Regions from separate parts of the Triticum aestivum genome. Here region 1 is linked to region 2. The links are chromatin contacts, called in public Hi-C maps. All regions are on one chromosome and are shown on one strand. Each heading gives the region's core, a stretch centred on a gene start, on an enhancer-like site or on the middle of the called end of the contact. The rest is flanking DNA. Distances are from core to core; before and after follow the strand shown.

Region 1 (6,423 bases), core at 9-2,508, 130 kb before region 2:
GGCTATCACCAACTTGGCGCGGGCAGCATATCTGCTTTTCATAGAGTTGAGCCTCACTTGCTAAACAATCTGTAATATTTCTGGGAAAGTGATGTACAGCTTCTACCCAGTACTGGGGGTTATCTGTTTTTGTGTGAACTATCAAGGCATGTAATAAGTGTTGGTGGCATCAGGTTTCCACCCGTAGTTTGTGCTCAAGGCCAAGCACAAATAGTAGGTTTCCTGACAGTGCCTGAACTCATGTTTCTCTTTATTCCAACTCATATGGACCAGTAATTATGCACAGGACACTTGTTTATCAACAAAAGATTCAGTTTAGGTCATTCCTCACTGCACAGCTCAAATGCTCAATTTGTAAAAGCGATTTTAAAGCACAGAAATCCTTACCCGTTATATGTATTCGGATCATAAGACAGCTGAACTGAAACGTGAGCTTCGCTTAGGCAAAATTTGATTTTTTTTTTCGAATTAAGGGGTTACCCCCAATTACCATTTCTGAAAATTGATAACACAAGCATCCACCAAGTGTCCGTTAAGGCATCAGCCCCAGCGTCACACAACAGGTTCACGAACACCCTCCTAAACAGGAGACATCTGCCCAGCAAAATCTAAACCTTATTACAGGACCACACGACCAGGTACCGAAGCTTTTAAAGTAAAAAACAGATTACAAACTACAGTCATTGTCTGAAGAGCACCCACTATGCCCAAAATTTGTTGCATGCCACATGAAAATCGTTGCAATTGAGAGAAATATATCGTTATGATTTGAATTTATTTCTACTTCCTTGCCAGGAATTCCCAGATGCAGGGTTATACCTTAACTACCACAAATCCTAAGCCTAAGTCACACAGGCTAGAGAAGGCTACGGACCGGTGGAGTTGCAGCCGTTGGTGGTGTCGCCGAAGGCGTGGATGTGGAAGCCGTGGAGGCCCGGGGCGAGGCCCGAGACCCACCCCCTCACCTCGGTATACCCTAGCACGCACAGGTAGATCAAACTGTATCACTCTTATCAGCGAGAAGAGCGCGGCTTAGGACCGCTGTAGAGAGCATGGAGTAGAGTAAGCATATACCGGAGGAGGGGTCTTGGACGAAGTGGAGGGCGCCGGCGACAGCGCTGTCGGCGGCACCGCCGCTGATGAGGGCGACGCCCTTGAGGCTAACGGGTTTCCCTGCCATTTCTTCCTGCCCTTTGTCGCCTCGGTGCAGAGCGGATCGTTTTTCCCCTCTTCGCCTGCTCTGCCTCTCGTTTCTGGGTTGTTTTTTCTTTTTTTCTTTTTTTTGACAGAATCGTTTCTGGGTTGGTTTTTTTTCTCGCGAATTGTTTCTGGATTGTTTGCATAGCTATTCCGTCGCTTTGTTTTTCAGAAAAACTAAGGCCCACACGTGTGGGCATTTGCACATAGCCCACACGTCTCCATCACCACTTATTTTGCCACGTATAAACAGATGACATCAGTAGAAATTTTTTTGGTTTTTGCCTTAAAAATGTTTTATCTCCTAATTAAAAAAGCGAATTAAAAATCCGTTTTCATCATTAAATCCGTCTCGACGAGATCTTCAAAACTAGACCCTATGTTGATATGTTTTGACGAATTTTTTTTTGCCAAAAAATTGCCATGATGTTTACACTGTAGTTGCCATAATGCTTAGACTAAAGTTGCCATGTGGCAATTTTAGTTTGTAGATCATGGCAATTTTAGTTTTTCGATGATGGCAATTCCAGTACTTTGACCATGAAAATATTTTTTTTATGAACCATGGCAATTTTAAGTGCATGTATCGTGGCAATTTTGATTTATGGTGCATGGCAAGTCTAGTTTCTCAATTCCCCGTTTTATTATATGTCAAAATTTACTTTTAAATGTAGAAGAAAATAGCTGAAACATATCACGACAACTTCAATGTAAACATCATGGCAATTCATGTGCAATAGACACGACAACTTTTAACAAAAAAAAATTCGTCGAAATATATTGATATGAGATCTAGTTTTGAAGATCTCGTCGCGAGGGATTTAATGGTGAAAACGGATCTTCAATCTGATTTTTCATTTAAGAGATAAAACATTTTAAAACAGAAAATCCAAAAAGATTTCCACATGTATGCATGCGGTGACATGGCGTAGTGTGTGTGCTATAGGGCGTGTGGGCGGGTTTGGCTCCCACCACACGTGTGTGCGTTAGCGTTGTCCTTGTTTTTTGCCTTCTATTTTCTCATGGGAAGTTTCAGGTAGTCAGGCCACATGAGCTTTTCTTTTTTTAAAAAAAAATAGAGCGGTCTTTAAAAAAAACTTCAGATCTAGGGTATTCATCAACTATCAAGGTATCACAAATAACACCAGAAGTAAAAATTACATCTAGGTTGCATACCAACAAGCGATGACAACAAGCGCCGTGGCGAGCCGAAGGCTCGCCGCCGTCATCGCCTCTCCCTCACCGGAGTGGGGTAAACCCTGTTATAGTAGATAGTCAGGAAGTTGTCGCGCTAAGACCCTGCAGGATCACGATACCAGAACAGCAACCACCACCGATGAAGATAAGCATAGATCGAAAAGATCCAACCTGTAGACACACGAACAAAGACTGGATCCACATGAATCCATCGAAGACAAGCGCCAACCCAATCCTATGAAATTCGCCGGAGACAGACCTCCACATGCTCTCCGACGAAGCTAGAAGCTTCACTGGGACGGAGGCTAGGCAGGGAGAGCCTTATTCCGTCTTCAGATAGCCGTCGCATCGCCTCTTCGAGCAGGACACAAGCCTACCAAAACTCAAAAGAGCATCCAAATACAAAGCCCTCCCATAGACAAGGCCCGGGATACACTGCGTCTCCAGGACCCTAATACCACAGGAGACAAGGTTGAACTGTCAGCGGTCCGGGCAGGAGGCATGGAAGCCTTAACGGCTGGGTGCCCTTGCTTATTAGTGAAGGGGTGCAAGCGTGAGATGCCTTCGCTTAATAAAACAATCTTAATCGTAAGAAAAACTCAAGCTTAAGTGGAGCTAGTGCTTCACAAGATGAGACGAGTGAATGGTCCAACCTTAAGCTAAGTAGGTCGACACAAACTCGCCCAATCATAAATCCGATCACATGTATCTCTTTGGCCTTCTATTAAATCGAGAAATTAAATTGCGCACCTTTTATCTTATTGATTCTTATATCAATTTTGATACATTCTGATGGATAGTGCAAATCGAAGCTATGAGAGGCTTCATGACAAAATGAAAATAGAGAAGAGAATGAACGAGAACATAACTTTGCATTCGGTAAGTCTTGTAATTTAGGGGGAGAATCCGCACTCGAATGTGATCTCATTTTTGAAAGAGATTTGATCCATTATATAAAGAAAACTGGATCGGAAACCTTAACAATCCGAGGGCAATACAACTCGCCAAAGTAAGAACACAGAAAATACAAAACACCAATAACATAGTTACAACACAATACAAGGATCACCTTCTAGAGTTGAGAATAGGTAGTCTGGTGATGCAACACAAGTTATGTCATAAGCACATACAGTACACCACTAGCAAAAAGAGGGACGTGGTCGAGGTAGCACATTACGCCATGAGACAGGAAGAGGATAAATTCAAAATGACACAGACTAAGAGCTCCAACAACAACAATACCGAAGCCACCGACACGGAATACAACAAGGTGCCATCAACAAGAAGTTGCACGATGACCAACCCTAAGCCATCCAACACGCACAATGGAAGGGTGCGCTTGCATGTCTCGAGTTGCAGATGATGACATGAGAAGACTCAGGCCCATCGAGCATGCACAAAGAAGATACCAATTCTCCACCGGAGGGGAGCATTGCCCAAGGGAGGTGGGGGAGATCAGCGATGGAGAAGTGACATTCCCTCAAAGAGTGTCACTGGAGAAATTATCTAAATCACGGATGGGGGTATCCCATCTTGGACCGGCTACCGCATCGTCTCTACAGGGGCGGCTTGGGCAGAGCTCTAGTCGCTGTCAGACCTTCGCCGGCTCTCCTTAGCAGTCGGGGACATTGCCAGGGCAATGCCCACTGATGGGCGGCAGTGGGGTAACTCACACGACAAATCCTCGATTCCATGCCCGCTCCTCTGTCCATGATTCTCCAAATGACTGTGGTAGTTCTTTGTCGCCCATGACCGGAGTGCTTCGCCCGTTGAGCATGCTCCGCTTAAGATCGGAGCTGCTTAATCCATACATGGCGCTTGATTACCTTCAGTCAGTTTCGGATGTAGATAGTCCCTGCCTTTTTTCCCAAAGGTGGCCCTGGGTATCATTGGCTCTGCCAACACAACACACATATAACATATTGCGTAACTAAACTGAAGGTTGTGTTTCTGCACAATTATGTATCATAAATACTAGGGGTGAATCTAGACTCAATGAGAGCGCCTTTAGCCCTACTGCATTTTCGACCATTTTTGGTACTCTCTTATTCTTAGTTACTATTCTCATGCACTTTAATTCTCGCTTCGACACACCTCCACCTTCGCACCGCTTTTGCTTGGGATCTAAAATGACTTGTGGTTACGTTCCAATTGTTAGAGTATATAGGCATATCTTTGTATATGGTGGACTATGATTTGTAATCATCTCCCGCCTTATCTCTAGGAGAGGCTTCTTGCCCTCCAAGCCTTGTACTCTATATAAACCGCCCGAGAGGCTCAATACAACATCCATCATATTCCGCAACAATCCATCTCTCTCCCTTCTAACACCAATAAACCTCTATAAGGGGCAAAAGACCAGTTCCTCGGCTCTTCATGGGATCGATGCTCTTCAAAAACAACTACAACTAAACCTTTGCATTTACAGAACATGAGGTACTGTTGAATATTGGCTTTGAGAAGGCCCGTGACAAGGTTAAATGGCCTTTTCTATATCAGATGATGCAACAAAAGGAAATTGGAGATGTATGGTGTGATTGGGTAATGAAGACTGTTAGGGAAGGAAGAGTGGTTGTGAAAGTGAATGATCACTTTGCCATACTTTCTTGAAGATCAACTTTCATAAGAATAAGATATATTGTCTGGGGGGGGGGTCGTGAAAAGAGACTAGGATTTCAAGGCGATTTTTACTTGTCAAAGATTTACCCTTCAAGTACCTTCGAATACCAATGGATGTGAAGAGACTTAATAATGCTTGGTGGGTGCGAGTTGAAGAAAAGGGTGAAATAAAACTGGTAGGGTGGAAAACTGGAATGCAACCTGTTACCTGTTGTATACAGAGTTACATTGACTAATTCCTGTCTCAGTAGCATACCCCTGTATATGCTATCTTTCTTGGAAGCACTAAAGGGGGTGCTAAAGAAAATAGACATCCCAAGAGCAAGGATGGTGTGGCAAGAGAATAAAAATAAAAGGAAATATCATGTAGTTAACTGGTCCAGTGTATGCATGCCTTGAAGGAAATATGCCCTAGAGGCAATAATAAAGTTGTTATTTATATTTCCTTATATCATGATAAATGTTTATTATTCATGCTAGAATTGTATTAACCGGAAACTTGATACATGTGTGGATACATAGACAAAACACCGTGTCCCTAGTATGCCTCTACTTGACTAGCTCGTTGATCAAAGATGGTTATGTTTCCTGACCATAGACATGTGTTGTCATTTGATGAACGGGATCACATCATTAGAGAATGATGTAATGGACAAGCCCATCCGTTAGCTTAGCATAATGATCGTTAAGTTTTGTTGCTATTGCATTCTTCATGACTTATACATATTCCTATGACTATGAGATTATGCAACTCCCGAATACCGGAGGAAAACCTTGTGTGCTATCAAACGTCACAACGTAACTGGGTGATTATAAAGATGCTCTACAGGTTTCTCCGAAGGTGTTTGTTGGGTTGGCATAGATCAAGATTAGGATTTGTCACTCCGAGTATCGGAGAGGTATCTCTGGGTCCTCTCGGTAATGCACATCACTATAAGCCTTGCAAGCAATGTGACTAATGAGTTAGTTGCTGGATGATGCATTACGGAACGAGTAAAGATACTTGCCGGTAACGAGATTGAACTAGGTATGTGAAGGAAATATGCCCTAGAGGCAATAATAAAGTTATTATTTATTTCCTTATATCATGATAAATGTTTATTATTCATGCTAGAATTGTATTAACCGGAAACATGATACATGTGTGAATACATAGACAAACAGAGTGTCACTAGTATGCCTCTACTTGACTAGCTCGTTGATCAAAGATGGTTATGTTTCCTAGCCATAGACAAAGAGTTGTCATTTGATTAATGGGATCACATCATTAGGAGAATGATGTGGTTGACTTGACCCATTCCGTTAGCTTAGCACTCGATCGTTTAGTATGTTGCTATTGCTTTCTTCATGACTTATACATGTTCCTATGACTATGATATTATGCAACCCCCGTTTACCGGAGGAACACTT
Region 2 (7,477 bases), core at 2,261-4,760:
CCTTTTGAAAGTAGAAACCCCGAAGTTTATGTTGGTATATTTTTTGTAATATATGACTTGTATTAGATTAGTCAAATTGATGACCTAGGGATACGCGCACGCCCTGTAAGCTGAGAGAGAGATAGTAGTGAAAATCGACAAGGCAGCTCGTTGTTTAAAACGAAAGCTACTGAAATAAATGCTTCGTTAGGACTGGTAAAATTTGCATCGTATGGTCTACATTCTTTGCTTTCATAAGAAAACAAAGGAAGTCATCCCTGCAATTTCTTACAAAAACTCTTCGTTCATTATTATGATGTATCGATACCACCTTCCTCACAGACGAGCAACACTACACATACGTAGACTTACGTTGAGTTTTACGTAAACCTCCACTTGGCAAATTCTGATGGCACCGAACCGTCTGAGCACACGAACCAATTTGACAATTTTTGTACTCTGCTAACCACCGAACATCACAGATGCAACAGCAAAACAGGGACAGAGAAGAACAAACCGCATGAAGTGCACAACACTGCCACCAAATAAGAGCGCACACTTGATCCACTCAGTACTCATCGCCTTCGTCCTCGTCGTCTTCACCCTCAGCTCCGACCTCCTCGTAGTCCTTCTCCAGCGCGGCCAGGTCCTCCCTGGCCTCCGAGAACTCCCCCTCCTCCATCCCTTCCCCGACGTACCAGTGCACGAACGCGCGCTTGGCGTACATGAGGTCGAACTTGCGGTCGATGCGCGAGAAGACCTCGGCCACGGCCGTGTTGTTGCTGATCATGCACACCGCCCGCCGCACCTTGGCCAGGTCCCCTCCCGGAACCACCGTCGGCGGCTGGTAGTTTATCCCGCACTTGAACCCAGTCGGACACCTTCAATTTGCACGCAGCAAGCAAAGCAAGAACACAATTAAAAACAGAGTCATGCATTGCATGGTGCCGCTAAATCTCAATGTCAGGTGATAACAACGAAGAAACTACATAGATGTACATACCAGTCGACGAACTGCACGGTCCTCTTGGTCTTGATGGAGTGGACGGCGGAGTTGACGTCCTTGGGCACGACGTCGCCGCGGTACATGAGGCAGCAGGCCATGTACTTGCCGTGCCGGGGGTCGCACTTGGCCATGACGCTCGACGGCTCGAACACGGAGTTGGTGATCTCGGGGACGGAGTGCTGCTCGTGGAAGGCCTTCTCCGCGGAGATGATGGGCGCGTAGGAGGAGAGCATGAAGTGGATCCGCGGGTACGGCACCAGGTTGGTCTGGAACTCGGTTATGTCCACGTTGATGGCGCCGTCGAACCGCAGCGAGGTGGTCAGCGACGATATCACCTGGGATATCAGCCGGTTCAGGTTGGTGTAGGTCGGGCGCTCGATGTCCAGGGACCTCTTGCAGATGTCGTAGATGGCCTCGTTGTCCAGGAGCACCACCACGTCGGTGTGCTCGATCAGCGAGTGGGTCGACAGCACGCTGTTGTAAGGCTCCACAACGGCCGTCGAAATCTGAAACAGGCAATGGTTTCAGCTGAAACTTAACCAGGGAAATGTGAAACTCCCAGCGCTTTTATTACTCTGCATACTAGCCTTTTCTTATCAATACCGTTAGATTCATCATTGAGAATATTTTCACATCATCTACACTTGTTGTAAATATTCATATTGTTTTCCTATTAACTTGCTCAAATCTTATAAAGTTTGACTTAGGACAGAGCTAATATGAAAAGTAAATAAATAGAGAGGGAGCAATAGTACCTGTGGTGAAGGATAGATGGTGAAACCGAGCTTCGATTTCCTGCCATAGTCGACCGATAGGCGCTCCAGAAGCAATGAACCAAGCCCTGAGCCAGTTCCACCACCGACAGCATTGAAAACCAAGAAGCCTTGGAGACCAGTGCAGTTGTCCGCCAATTTTCTGATCCGGTCAAGGCAAAGGTCCACTACTTCTCTTCCAACTGCAGCATCAGAAACAGGGTTTAAAGAAAGGAGTATTTGTTAGTAGGAGCATAGGGCTGTTTCCCAAGCATGACAATTTTAGTAGTTAAACTGGGCTGCCTCAAGGATGAAAGGGTGTTCTATTCCATGTGTGAGCACTAAACTCAGCATGAAATGATCTTAAGTTATACCTGACACCTGTAGCATGTTGCTTGCAATTCGTGAATACGATTATAGTTAGAGACATTTTCAATACACATTATTTATACTGAAATTCAATATAACGCTTCTGAGCTGGAAATTCCATATGGACTCTTGAATAAAAAATTATCTTAATAAACGATAAGAAAAATATATTTTATATTTCTCAACCATCTTAAAAATAACCAACTAAACTGTGCACAACTGGCAGGAAAAAACTGACCAGATGCTCATTTCCAAACATAAGGTAACACAGAAATTATAGAATCTGCAACTACCAAATTTCATCAGAGATCGTCGAATTATAAATAAGAATTGCTAGGTTGACTTCTAAATAGTTGGTGCTCAGAAAAGATCTTTTTGGCAAAAAGGTAGCCGAGGCCCAAGCATGGTACCTGTGTAGTGTCCGCGGGCAAAGTTGTTAGCAGCATCTTCATTGTGGGAGATGAGCTGCTCTGGATGGAAGAGCTGGCGATATGCCCCCGTCCTCACCTCGTCGATGACCGTGGGCTCCAGATCAACGAACAAGGCCCTCGGAACGTGCTTCCCTGAACCCGTTTCGCTGAAGAACGTGTTGAATGCATCCTTGGCAACCCCAACCGAGGTGTCACTGCAATCCGATGGTAAAAAGTTCAGGTTTTGGTATTGTAAAGTAGGAGTACGATCGTTAGTAGTACAAGCAAAGCCCAGCATGTATCCTCATGAAGATTGTTTCACAAAACTGGTACTAGTGTTTTGAGTTTTGATCATGCAAAACCAAAATTGATTTTGAAGCAAGCTGTGTCACCAAATCACAGGCAATACTTCAGGCTGCGCTACTCGGGGGCACGCTCAAATTAAACCGGATCATCCAACCCATCTAACAAAAATCCAGGAGTATTTACATATGTTCACCACCCACAATTCAAGAACACCATCAGTCAGAATTCTAATCAAGACAAATTATTCTTCAGGAGAAGAATTCCAATCGAGATAGAGGGTGATCATGAGTATTTCTCAGAGCTCTGAAAGGAAAAGACTATGAGAGCAACAAATCGGAACAGAGGAGGAGTAGCTGACCTGGGCATGAGGCCGTCGGGCTGGATGCCATGCTCGAGGCAGTAGAGCTCCCAGCAGGAATTCCCCACCTGGATGCCCGCCTGCCCGATGTGGATGCTTATGATCTCCCTCATCTCTCTCTCTCTCTCTCTCTCTCTCTCTCCCTATGCTCTGCTCTGCTCTTGTGCAGCTCTGTCGCCTCGGAAGCTCAGAAATAGCACCTGCGCGAGGAAGCAGCCAGAAGGAGACGGAAAGGGCTTGCAGAACAGGGGGAAAAGGTTGGAGGGGAGAAGAAGGAGCGAGGCTGCACGGCGGCCTTACCGGACTCTTGAGCAAGCGGAAAGCGATGGATGGATTACACCGCACGTCGGACGGAAAGCCACCCGTCGTAGGGACAAAATCACTGGGCGTGGACGACCTGGACCATGTCTCGCTCCCACCATCGGTGCCAAACCGAATGCTCTCACCACTCACATCCACGCCCTGGACCATGTCTCGCTCCCACCATCGGTGCCAAACCGAATGCTCTCACCACTCACATCGCTGCCGTCGTAAGGCCAACCCCACCGCGCGATCCTAAACGGAAGTCCGTTTTGTCCGGATTCTATCCGTTTGGATAGGGCAATGGGGTCGTGTCCGGACGTGTCCTGGAATGCGGTGATCGTGCGCCCAGCGCGCGGCCGCATCCGTTTGCCCCCATCCTGTCCGTCAGGGCCAAAAATGCCCATATTTTCATCAAAACTAGTTTGCACGTCCAAATATTTGTCTGAAAATTAAAATAGTTTTACAACCCAATTGAAATTGTCTTTAATAAAATAGTTTTACAACCAAATTGAAATTGTCTTGACTGAACATAAAATGAACCAATACATCTATTGGTTGCCAATGTGATCCCACACGTGCTCAACCAAGTCATTTTGAAGATTCAAATGAGTGTGTCAATCACGCATCTCGCGGTGGAATTGAACAAACTGTTCAAATGTGGCCGGGTCTTGATGCAGGGGCTCAATATTTTCACCTTGATAATCAAATCCTTGGTCGAAGATACTCTTATCACGCTCGTCCTCGACGATCATATTGTGCATGATCACACAAGCAGTCATCACCTCCCAAAGCTTCCTTTCATCCCATGACAGTGCAGGGTTTCGAACGATACCCCACCGGGATTGAAGCACGCCAAAAGCACGTTCCACATCCTTTCTAGCACTCTCTTGCATTTGGGCAAATCTCTTTCTCTTCTCACCTTGGGGTTTCGAAATTGTCTTCACAAAAGTTGACCACTGAGGATATTTACCATCAGCTAGATAGTATCCCTTGTTGTACTAGTGGCCGTTGATCTGAAAGTTGACAGGTGGGGAGTGGCCTTCTGCAAGCCTTGCGAAGACTGGAGAACGCTGCAGCACGTTGATATCATTGTGAGAACCTATCATGCCGAAGAAAGAATGCCATATCCAAAGATCCTGCGAAGCCACCGCTTCTAATATGACAGTGCACGCCTTGACATGCCCCTTGTACTGGCCCTGCCAAGCAAATGGACAGTTCTTCCACTCCCAGTGCATACAATCTATGCTGCCAAGCATGCCTGGAAAGCCTCTAGCTCCGTTGGTCACCAACAATCTCTCTGTATCAGCGGCAGTTGGCTGCCTCAAGTACTCTGGGCCAAACACCTCGATCACAGCCTGGCAGAACTTGTACATTGACATCAGACATGTTGTCTCACTCATACGCACATACTCATCCATCAGATCGCCTGGAATTCCATATGCAAGCATGCGGATGGCCGCGGTGCATTTCTGGTAAGAGGAGAATCCAAGCTTGCCAAGGGCATCCGTCTTGCACTCGAAGTATGGGTCGTGAGCAAGCACTCCCTCTCGGATACGATTGAACAGATTCCTTGACATACGAAAACGGCGAAGAAATTTATCCGGCTTGAAAAGCGGGGTGTTCGCAAAGTAATCGGCATAGAGCAGGGCGTGGCCTCTCTCCTTGTTGCGGTTCAAGTTGGGAGCACGGCCAGGGACTGACCCCTGTACCGAGGAAGCTGCCGTTGAATGTGGTCGTGAACGACCAGTGCAGCCACCACAAGATCTTCATCATCCGACGACGAATCGTCCGATGAACAAAGGAAGTGATGGAAGAAAAACTCGTCTCCACTGTCCATACCTTTTGTGGCAAAATGTCGAACACCTTGCGGTCGTGGTGGCGAAGAGGCCGCGATGATCACCTCGACGCAGCAGGGGTGGTTGCCGGCCGGCTACTGGCCGCTCTAGAGCTCTCGTCGGAAGCTGCCGCGGCCGCCGTGGTACGTCACTGCTACCTCTTGAGCACTGCGTTGGTTTTCCCTTGAAGAGAAAAGGGCGATGCAGTAAAGTAGCGTAAGTATTTCCCTCAGTGTTTTAGAACCAAGATATCAATCCAGTAGGAGACCACGCTCAAGTCCCACGCACCTACACAAACAAATAAGAACCTTGCAACCATCGCGATAAAAGGGGTTGTCAATCTCTTCACGGCCACTTGCAAAAGTGAGATCTGATAGAGATGATAAGATAATATTTTTGGTATTTTAATGATAAAGAGTAAAAGTAAAGAAAGCAAAATAAACGATAATAGAAATAACGGGAGATTAATATGATGGAAAATAGACCTGGGGCCATAGGTTTCACTAATGGCTTCTCTCAAGAGCATAAGTATTACGGTGGGTAAACGAATTACTGTCGAGCAATTGATAGAATTGAGTATAGTTATGAGAATATCTAGGTATGATCATGTATACATCACGTCCGTGACAAGTAGACCGACTCCTGCCTGCATCTACTACTATTGCTCCACACATCGACCGCTATCCAGCATGCATCTAGAGTATTAAGTTCATAAGAACGGAGTAACGCTTTAAGCAAGATGACATGATGTAGAGGGATAAATTCATGCAATATGATATAAACCCCATCTTTTTATCCTCGATGGCAACAATACAATACGTGTCGTTTCCCCTATTGTCACTGGGATCGAGCACCGCAAGATTGAACCCAAAGCTAAGCACTTCTCCCATTGCAAGAAAGATCAATCTAGTAGGCCAAACCAAACTGATAATTCGAAGAGACTTGCAAAGATAACCAATCATACATAAAAGAATTCAGAGGAGATTCAAATATTGTTCATAAATAATCTTGATCATAAATCCACAATTCATCGGATCTCGACAAACACACCGCAAAGGAAGATTACATCGAATAGATCTCCAAGAGAATCGAAGAGAACTTTGTATTGAGATCCAAAGAGAGAGAAGAAGCCATCTAGCTAATAACTATGGATCCGAAGTTACACTAACTTACAGCAAGCGCGAGCAGCCGGCGCTTGCAATGTCCATTTTGTGACAATATGATGATGTTTCAAACATTAAACAAACATGCAAAATAAAGACATAGCATAGTTCAATTGCACGGCACGTCAACAATCATGCCACATCATCATCCAACCAAGTTCAAAATCACCCAACCAAGTTCATGACACATAAAAGTTCATACAAACAAATAGCACATCAACAATCATGCCACATCATCATCGTCCTCCTCTCCCTCCGATTCTTCATCCTCATCCGAAGAAGATTCTTCCTCCTCCTCTTCATCGTCACACGCTGCGTCGTCATCGAGTGGTCGGATGGTGTTTGCAAGATCTTGAACAACATCATGCGAAGGTATGTGAGGCACACCGAAAGACATGCGTCCACCCATGTCACCCGAAGGTGCTCCCATGCCTCCCATGAGAGACCCAAAATTCATGCCTCCCATGGTAGCTTCGAAGCCACCCATGCCGCTCATGTTAGCTCCGAAGCCACCCATGCCTCCCATGCCACCCATGCCTCCCGTAGATGCTCCCATGGTAGCTCCAAAGCCACCTATGCCTCCCATGCCATGCCTCCCGTAGATGCTCCCATGGTAGCTCCGAAGCCACCTATTCCTCCCATGCCATGCATGTTAGTTCCAAAGCCACCCATGCCTCCCGTAGATAGACTCCATTTGGTCTTTTTGGCCTGGAGTAGGCAACCGAGTTTGGTGTAGGGCTTCTCTTGCCGTCACCACTTGATTCCTCCTCATCATCATTATCCAAATCAATAGTTGCCTTGCTTTTCTTGCTCTCCTCTTCTTCATCACGGGGCTTCCATTTCTCTTCATCCTTAAACACATTGTAGCAATGGGCAAACACAAATGGTCTCCCTTTCTTGACCTTCCCTTTCTTGGTCTTCTTCTCTTCTCCTTGAAATAAGTTTTGTGCAATAGTGAGCTACAAACAAAAAAACCAAGTTAACATTTCAAACAAC

What was found. Hi-C and Micro-C count contacts between places; a contact is called where the count stands out from the background.
Region 1: a contact with region 2 is called in a Hi-C map of leaf, with 5 times the contacts expected there. The contact joins the promoter of LOC123098219 here to the promoter of LOC100049038 in region 2. A contact is called at or near these places in 2 of 5 Hi-C or Micro-C datasets (both in leaf).

What each region holds. Positions count from the first base shown.
Region 1 is chr4D:405,349,367-405,355,789 of IWGSC CS RefSeq v2.1, reverse strand. LOC123098219 (superoxide dismutase [Cu-Zn] 2) reads right to left here and starts at 1,258. Exons shown (of 7, transcript XM_044520147.1): 1 at 1,075-1,258; 2 at 875-976. The coding sequence starts at 1,180.
Region 2 is chr4D:405,219,774-405,227,250 of IWGSC CS RefSeq v2.1, reverse strand. It overlaps LOC100049038 (tubulin alpha-2 chain), which reads right to left and starts at 3,510. Exons shown (of 5, transcript XM_044520145.1): 1 at 3,181-3,510; 2 at 2,517-2,731; 3 at 1,741-1,940; 4 at 983-1,491; 5 at 168-860. The coding sequence starts at 3,293. The coding sequence ends at 548.